Linked DNA regions of Gasterosteus aculeatus: region 1 is linked to region 2. The links are chromatin contacts, called in public Hi-C maps. All regions are on one chromosome and are shown on one strand. Each heading gives the region's core, a stretch centred on a gene start, on an enhancer-like site or on the middle of the called end of the contact. The rest is flanking DNA. Distances are from core to core; before and after follow the strand shown.

Region 1 (3,537 bases), core at 827-3,326, 88 kb before region 2:
CTTAGTAAGACCCTCAAAACCTCCTCAGTCATTTAGGACCCTGAAACAAAATGATCCTTACTTCAGTCCGCCTTCCTCTCGCATCTCCTTGGTGCTGAAGTTTGTGTGGCAGCCAGCGCCGTTCCAGTTGCCCGGGATTGGTTTGGGGTCAAAGGAGACCACCACGCCAAAATCCTCACACACTCTGTGAAGGATGAAGCGAGCAACCCACAGATGATCCCCCATGTTGATGCCTTCACTGGGCCCAACCTGGAACTCCCACTGAAACACAACAGAGACTGCATTATTGACTACTCCCGATTTGGTGTTACACAATCCGACAACAAAAAAGACAAAGGGACAATACCTGAGCTGGCATGACTTCAGCATTGGTGCCGCAGATGTCAACCCCCGCGTACATGCAGGCCCGGTAATGGGCCTCCACGATGTCGCGCCCGTACGCCTTGTCCGCTCCAACTCCACAGTAATAAGGCCCTAATCAGGCGGAAGAAGAAAACGGAACATTAAAAGTCACACGGCCTTCAGAGGACTCTATGAGACCCGCCAGGGCAACGTGATCTCCAAAACCTGATTGTAATAATGTAATAATGTGTACGAAAATCTTGAACATACAAATTGGTAACAATACATAGGAACTGGCGGTGGTTAACCACGCCCCTTGAGTGAACAACATGGCGGACCATGTCGGATTCTTGAGTGAACGTCTCTCCACCATGTTGGATTTTTTGAGGGGGTTAGTGTTAGTATTGTATTCTTACAATTTAACATTGATTTATTGTTAAAAATGCAACAACACGTTTATTTTACATCGTTAGATCAGGCTGGCCGGGGAACCCCGACATTCACCTTGTGGACCAGGGAAGCCGTTGGAGGGCCAGCCGAAGGGATGTCCATCCGTGCCCAGGATGGTGTACTCCTGCTCCATGCCGAACCACGGGTGGTTATTCTCCACCATGCTCATGATCTGCTTACACGTGTGCCGCAGATTGGTCTCTGTTGGAACGACGGCAGGGATTAGCTGGAATCCGACACGGCTCAATTTGCGACGGTTTCCCGACGTGCTCGTCTCTGCTTTACCTGCAGGCTTGTGGTTGTACTTGAGCACCTCGCAGAGCACCAGCTTGTTGGGGTCTTTTCTGAACGGGTCCCTGAACATGGCGGCAGGGATCAAGTACATGTCGCTGTTGGAGCCCTCTGACTGGTACGTGCTGGAGCCATCAAAGTTCCACTCAGGAAGCTCTGTCCCAGACCAAATAACAACAACAAAACAACACCTGAAATCAATTGTGTACTCCAAAGTCTGAAAAAACATCAGGTTTCAGGGCACGGAGCGCACGTGGACGTGTGGATCATATTGGAGGGGCAGATCTTACCCTCAATTGTCTTGGGTTCAGAATCCAAAGTTCTGGTCTTGCAACGCAGTCCCTCTCCAGAACCGTCGATCCAGATGTACATGGCTTGGACCTTATCCCCCTGAGGGAGGTCCATGTACTGTTGCTTAACAGCTTTGTTCAGTTTAGAACTGGTTGAGGTGGCCATTGTGCTGACCAAAACCTGCAGAGGGAAGAGGACAGATTGTGAGCCTCCCCCAGTGTGGATACACTATACGTTTCATACATTCGTAAAATGGGCACAACCGGACAAAGAAAAGTTTCAACTTCAGTTTTTGCTGGCCAACAAGTCTTCTAATCATCGGGTCTGCTGACTTCTTATAAAACAACCAATAAGTCACAAAAGAAATGATAAAACAGTATTGATACTTTACGTGTGGTTAATATTAGTGTAAAGTCAACAACCAAAGCGATGGCGTACCATGTAGAAACAAAAGGAAAGTTGAAGCAGCACTCATAAAGAAATCAATTTCTCCTTCTAAGACCAAATCCAGTCCGCACAAGTGGAAAAGTCCGAAAGCTCTTACCTTGTCTGTTAAGTAAAGGAAAATATCAAAAGATTATACGAGCCTCTGGAACCGTGTTCTTTGTGAAGGTTTCTATTGTCTTTCATTCCTGCTTCACCTCCGCTTCCACGGCTGATTTATACTGCAGCCGCTGCTGCGCATCGGCGCCGCCTCTGATTGGCCGAAACTAGCACGTGACGAGTGCGTGACGCGCAGATACGCGAGGCCGAGAACCTTTCAAATCTCGCTTGGCTGATGATGATAAAAGGCTGATGTGATCAATTATGGGAAATCAAAGCGGATTACAGTGATTAAAGTTATCAGAACAATTTATCCTCAGAAGTTCAACTGTAAAATTATTCAATGTAAAATTTCAAATATTAACCGGATGAGTATTGGATGATGATGAGCCAACTCAGACTGAGTACTAGAATCTTGTGTGAATAAATCCTGTGTAAAAAAAAAACTTAAACTACTTTAAGTACAAATAGCCCTCAGCAAAAGTACCAAACATATTGTTTTATTTGGTGATCATCAAGGAGCTAATTTATGCAGGCAATATTTGACATTTCTTGGTAGCTGTTTTACCTTTTCATTTCAAATGCTTCTTTCACTTTTAGGTAGTTTAATCTACAGCCATACAATCTGTTCTGTAAACCCAATAATACATTTTGCATGTAACATCATGTAACATCAGTATCTGCTTTATAACCCCCAATTAAATGCTGTGGTGTAAAAAGCCCAATATTTGCTTCCAAAAATTCTCATTATGCAGCTGAATGACCTCCCAGTGATTGAATCTTTATTACTGATATATAAACGATATTTGATGGCTCATGGTGTAGTTGTTGGAGGTTCAGTTCATCTTAACTTCTCCATGTGAGCTGTAGAACGCGCAAATATGCATCATAAGTTGATCATTTATTTTGTATTTAATATAATAAAAGTAACTATAACTTAATTTTCTTCAACTTCAAATATGATGAAACACTCAAAGTTCATGCACCTCAGGGTGGATTAAATGTACAGTAAATTTCCACTTTGGTAACAAGATCCGATATTTGCTGTAACATGAACTCATGAAACCTTGTCTGAGATCTGGTCCTTTCTGACACTAAGCCGATTAGCGGCTCCGCTGAAACAAGTTTGTCCGTTTAGATCTGGTTGAACAACAGCGAGCTATCAAAAGTCGGCAAATGATCTTCAAGGTATGTCGTGACTCGGCAGCCTGGACAGCAACACAATACAGCGAGCAGAGCGGGTGTGAGGTTCGAACAAAGAGTCAAATTTCTGTCTGAGAACAACACAAGGCCTTTATAATCCAACTGAATTATGATTGTACAACTTTACCACTACTAAATACGTTAGGTTGAAATGTAAACACTACTGAACTGACAGCATATTTTACAATCTGTAATTTGACTCTATCTTTTGATGATATATAATATTAATAGGGGGGGGTATAAAGCATATACATTTAAATGTAGTCAGAGACAAATACCAAGTGGTCCTAAAACAACAAAAACAATTCAAAATGAGGTTGCTTGTGATATTATAACGATTGAAGCCTCTCTTTACAAGGCCATCCACCTATTTCTCTCACCACTTTTACATCACATGACTCCAGAATAAACAACCCA
Region 2 (4,003 bases), core at 1,437-3,936:
TGAGATTTTTCAAGAATGGCATGGGAGACCTCTAGTGGAAGGCAGCGGTATCCATCTACTAAAAGAGCGAGGAACATTTTGTTCATCAAGTCCCCTGTGTTAATCAAATGCATCTTTATTATACACAAAGTAACAAGTGTACTTCGCAGTTTGAAATCTATTCATTTTATGACGAAAGAAAGACATTTTATTGGAAATTTCTTCTCAAAAGATGAAAAAAGATGCTTAAGAAAATACAAACAAACAGCAAGCCCTCTGGCAGCTATAGAGTACCATTACAAATATGCTGTGATGATAATAGTAACAATTACGGGTATAATTAAAAGGGGAGCTACAAAGAAAACAAGTGGATTGTGGATCCAGCGGCACTGAGAAAGCAGGAGTGAGTGAAAGACGTCCATGATTTCAAAAATTCTTTACGTAAATCTTAATAACTAAATACGTTGCGTCTAAGGCTGCCACTTGAGATTATTTTCATTTCACGTTTTGAATTAATCGATTCATTAATTAAGTCCAAGGTGACATCTTCTAATGTCTTGCTTTTTGGACTAATAATGATGAACAAGAGAGGAAGGCATCAGGAATGCTTGAGGAATCATTTTAATTGTTGGAGGGTTGGATGAAATCATTGATTAATCGTGCCAGCTCTAATTGAATGAGCCATTCGGTCAATATTGCCGGGTGAATAACAACGTCGTACCCACACGCTCTCCGGCTGACAGCTTGTTACGGCGCGGCGCGGCCCCGTAGGTGTGACCTTTCCCGACTGACCTCGGACCTTTTGCTCTCCCTGCAGTGCTGAGCATCCGCGGCGCCCAGGAGGAGGAGCCGCCGGATCCCCAGCTCATGCGCCTGGACAACATGCTGCTGGCAGAGGGCGTGTCCGGTCCGGAGAAAGGCGGCGGCTCGGCGGCGGCGGCGGCCGCGGCGGCGGCCTCGGGCGGGGTCGGGGCGGACAACTCCACGGAGCACTCCGACTACAGGGCGAAGCTGACCCAGATCAGACAGATCTACCACACAGAGCTGGAGAAGTACGAGCAGGTGAGGACATATAGTAGGAATAATACTGATAAATAATACTGATACCATTGATACCACTTCATCTCGCCATTTTTGAAGCGTTGCACCCGCCAGAACAACAGCAACATGACTTGAACATTCTAGACTCCATGAAGTCGAGGGCCTCCACAGCCGAACGGAGCCTACTTGTTCCGTAATGTTAGACCCCCTTCGCCAAATAAATCCCAAACAAAAAGATCTGCTTGAATGTTAAGTGTGCCCCTCTCAGTAGGTGATGTTTCTCAGCCCAGGATGGTCCAGCATGTGCACTACGTTGTGCCTTTCCAAGTATACTCCTCAATGTCTGTTGGACTCGGAGGATGGAGGGGGAGTCGGGAGGGGGGAGGATGGAGGGGGAGTGGGGAGGGGGGAGGGGGGAGGCTTTCCTTCATAAGCAGCGCATTTATAACAATGGCGTCGCTTTCGGATGCATGCGAGTGAGACAGATGAACACGCAGATAGACAGGCACACACACAAAGCCTGACACGGCTTAAACCCGGAGAGGGAGAGCGACGGGGGGAGAGGAAATAAAGAAGAGGAGACATTACGAGACGCCGAGTCGCAGTGTAATATGGTGGCAGATTCACGCCTGGTGTCACACGCGCTGGGTGAATGAAAAACGTTGTATTCGTCTCTCAGGGCGGCTGTGCTGTGAGAGGGGAACTGCCGTCATTGGTTCCTCTCAACAAACTGCCATCTCCACTTCTGTTGAATATGAAATATATCAGCGCTTACATTCCCCCTTTACTCTGTGAGAAAGCGCGCCCCAGATCTGCGACTTTTAAATACTGTGTGCCATTGCCTGTGTGTGTGTTTCTGCAGCGGTGAATAAGATATGCAAAGTCTTACGGCGTACTTCCATTGACACGTTCCCTGTGCGTGTGTGTCCTCTCCACAGGCGTGTAACGAGTTCACCACCCACGTGATGAACCTGCTGCGGGAGCAGTCGCGCACGCGGCCGATTTCGCCCAAGGAGATCGAGCGCATGGTGAACATCATCCACCGCAAGTTCAGCTCCATCCAGATGCAGCTCAAGCAGAGCACCTGCGAGGCCGTCATGATCCTGCGCTCCCGCTTCCTCGATGCCAGGTGGGCTTTTTCCTCCTCCCCGTGTACGCCGCCGCCCGTGCCGTTGCGTGCCAAAGCCGCAGTCAGAGGCGCAAACAACCTCGCTCTTCCTAACAAACGGTTGCAAATCGTCGCGCGCCTCCCCTGCTCGGCCTGATATCCATACGAACGGGCGACGTAGGAGGCCTATCGGGCTGTAAACATGCTGTAATTGCGGCGCGCCTGCCGTTCTGCTGCTTACACACACGCCCGCACGCAGCGGCCTGGTTTGCGTCTATGGATGCCATTTGGACCAGCATACCCAGCGACGCCGGCCAATAAGAGTTCACCGCGTGCTCCACAGCGCTAACTATTTCCCTTTTTTAATGTAATCGCTTGTTCCTCTTGATGCGCGCTTTGGATTTGCATACATTTCTCCGAGGATAAATGTCACTCAAAAGTCTGAGTCGGAGGCATAACATTTAAATGAGGCTTGCGCTCCCTTACAAAGCCCCCTATCTATTCTCTTGCAAATGATTGTGGCGGCGCGGAGGGGAAGGGAGAGGAAGGGGAGAGCTTTCACTGGTTGAGAGGCACCGCCATGCTCGGCGCCGCTGATTAATCTACTGGCTGCTGGAGCTCACGCTGTGCACATTTGCATATTCTCAAGCAGGCTTTGGAGTGCGGGACAGAGATTTTAGCACAAATCTCCTCACCGGTGGATACATGCACAGAGATTTCACAGGGTTCCCCTGCAGCTTATGCAAAGCCCTCTTCAGATGTGGCACGTGCAGACATGACCTGATAGGTGCAGGAGATGGAGGGTCGGTCAACTCGTGGGCATCGGCATGTGATATCTGTCTGCCTTAAAAAGGTGTGTGTGCGTGTGTGTGTGTGTTGGGGTGGGGCTTTCACAGGGTTTATATGGAGAGTTGAAAAAAGCCGTGTTCCTGTGCTGCCTTGTATTTTGAGCTTGGGTGTAAAGATTTTACTTGGATCATCTGTGTGTTTGCTGTCAGGCTCAGTTAATCTGTGCCTTTGAAGTCAAAACAAGGCTCGCTTTAAAGCGGCTCTAATTATTATGTTTGCATTAACCATGAAACAAATTACAGCATTGTTTTGGTTTCATGGTTGCCTAATATTCCCTTTTCAAATGATGTCATTTGTCTGCCAGATGTGTGGATGCACAACTGTGTGCAAACCTGTTCGACACAACAACCTCATCGCACAGCTGCCACCAAGTGGCCAAAAAAAGGCTGCAGGGTTAATAAATAGAAAAGTACCAACCAACAACCACACAAAGAACTTAAAATTCTATAAACCTTTTCTGAATTTAAATAGTTAATTGTTGTTGAATTTAGAGCTGACTGACAACACATTTGAATCCAGACTTTATATTTATAAAGCCTAAACGTATAAACGTATTGACGTTTGATACGCAGCCTCACCAATAGCTGTTTTCATCATTACTTGATTCTTTATATATGTGATTGACTAATTGGCACAATCCTTTCAAATGTTACTTAGAGTAACAGTAGATTTTGAGCAGAATAGAACGGCCCCCCGTGTGTGCTCTTGTTGCTGCTGCCACTTCTTCTCAGTTGCTCATGAACAGATGTAGTGAAGCAGTTCTGGGCTCAATTGTCCTCTTGAGTGCTGACAAAGAGTCTCTGAAGAGCACATACATTGATAAGTTTCTAGTACTGGAGTAGTTTTCACAAAGCAAATCCTTTTCATCTAACACATGACTGGGGGAAGCCTAAAGTGAGTGCAGCATTTGAAGATTAGACCGCTATTAAGTCAACGCTTTAGTTAGAAAAGGCCTTTTTATCGCTTGTTTAGTGACTCCTAGTGGTATTATTTAAATCAAGTATTGTCGTGAGGTCAAGGAAAGGT

What was found. Hi-C and Micro-C count contacts between places; a contact is called where the count stands out from the background.
Region 1: a contact with region 2 is called in a Hi-C map of skeletal muscle, with 3 times the contacts expected there. The contact joins the promoter of glulb here to the enhancer-like site in region 2. A contact is called at or near these places in 4 of 6 Hi-C or Micro-C datasets (skeletal muscle, tail fin and whole body).

The regions. Positions count from the first base shown.
Region 1 is chr8:4,857,067-4,860,603 of fGasAcu3.hap1.1, reverse strand. It overlaps glulb (glutamate-ammonia ligase (glutamine synthase) b), which reads right to left and starts at 2,076. Exons shown (of 7, transcript XM_040183567.2): 1 at 1,919-2,076; 2 at 1,374-1,554; 3 at 1,078-1,239; 4 at 847-993; 5 at 347-474; 6 at 62-261. The coding sequence starts at 1,539.
Region 2 is chr8:4,768,819-4,772,821 of fGasAcu3.hap1.1, reverse strand. LOC120823518 (pre-B-cell leukemia transcription factor 1) reads left to right here. Exons shown (of 8, transcript XM_040183566.2): 3 at 797-1,041; 4 at 1,959-2,149. Among protein-coding and RNA genes, the nearest start is that of med8, 21 kb to the right of the region's middle. Within about 2 kb of position 2,686, at least 2 of the 9 cell types and tissues checked have open chromatin away from gene starts, as enhancers often do.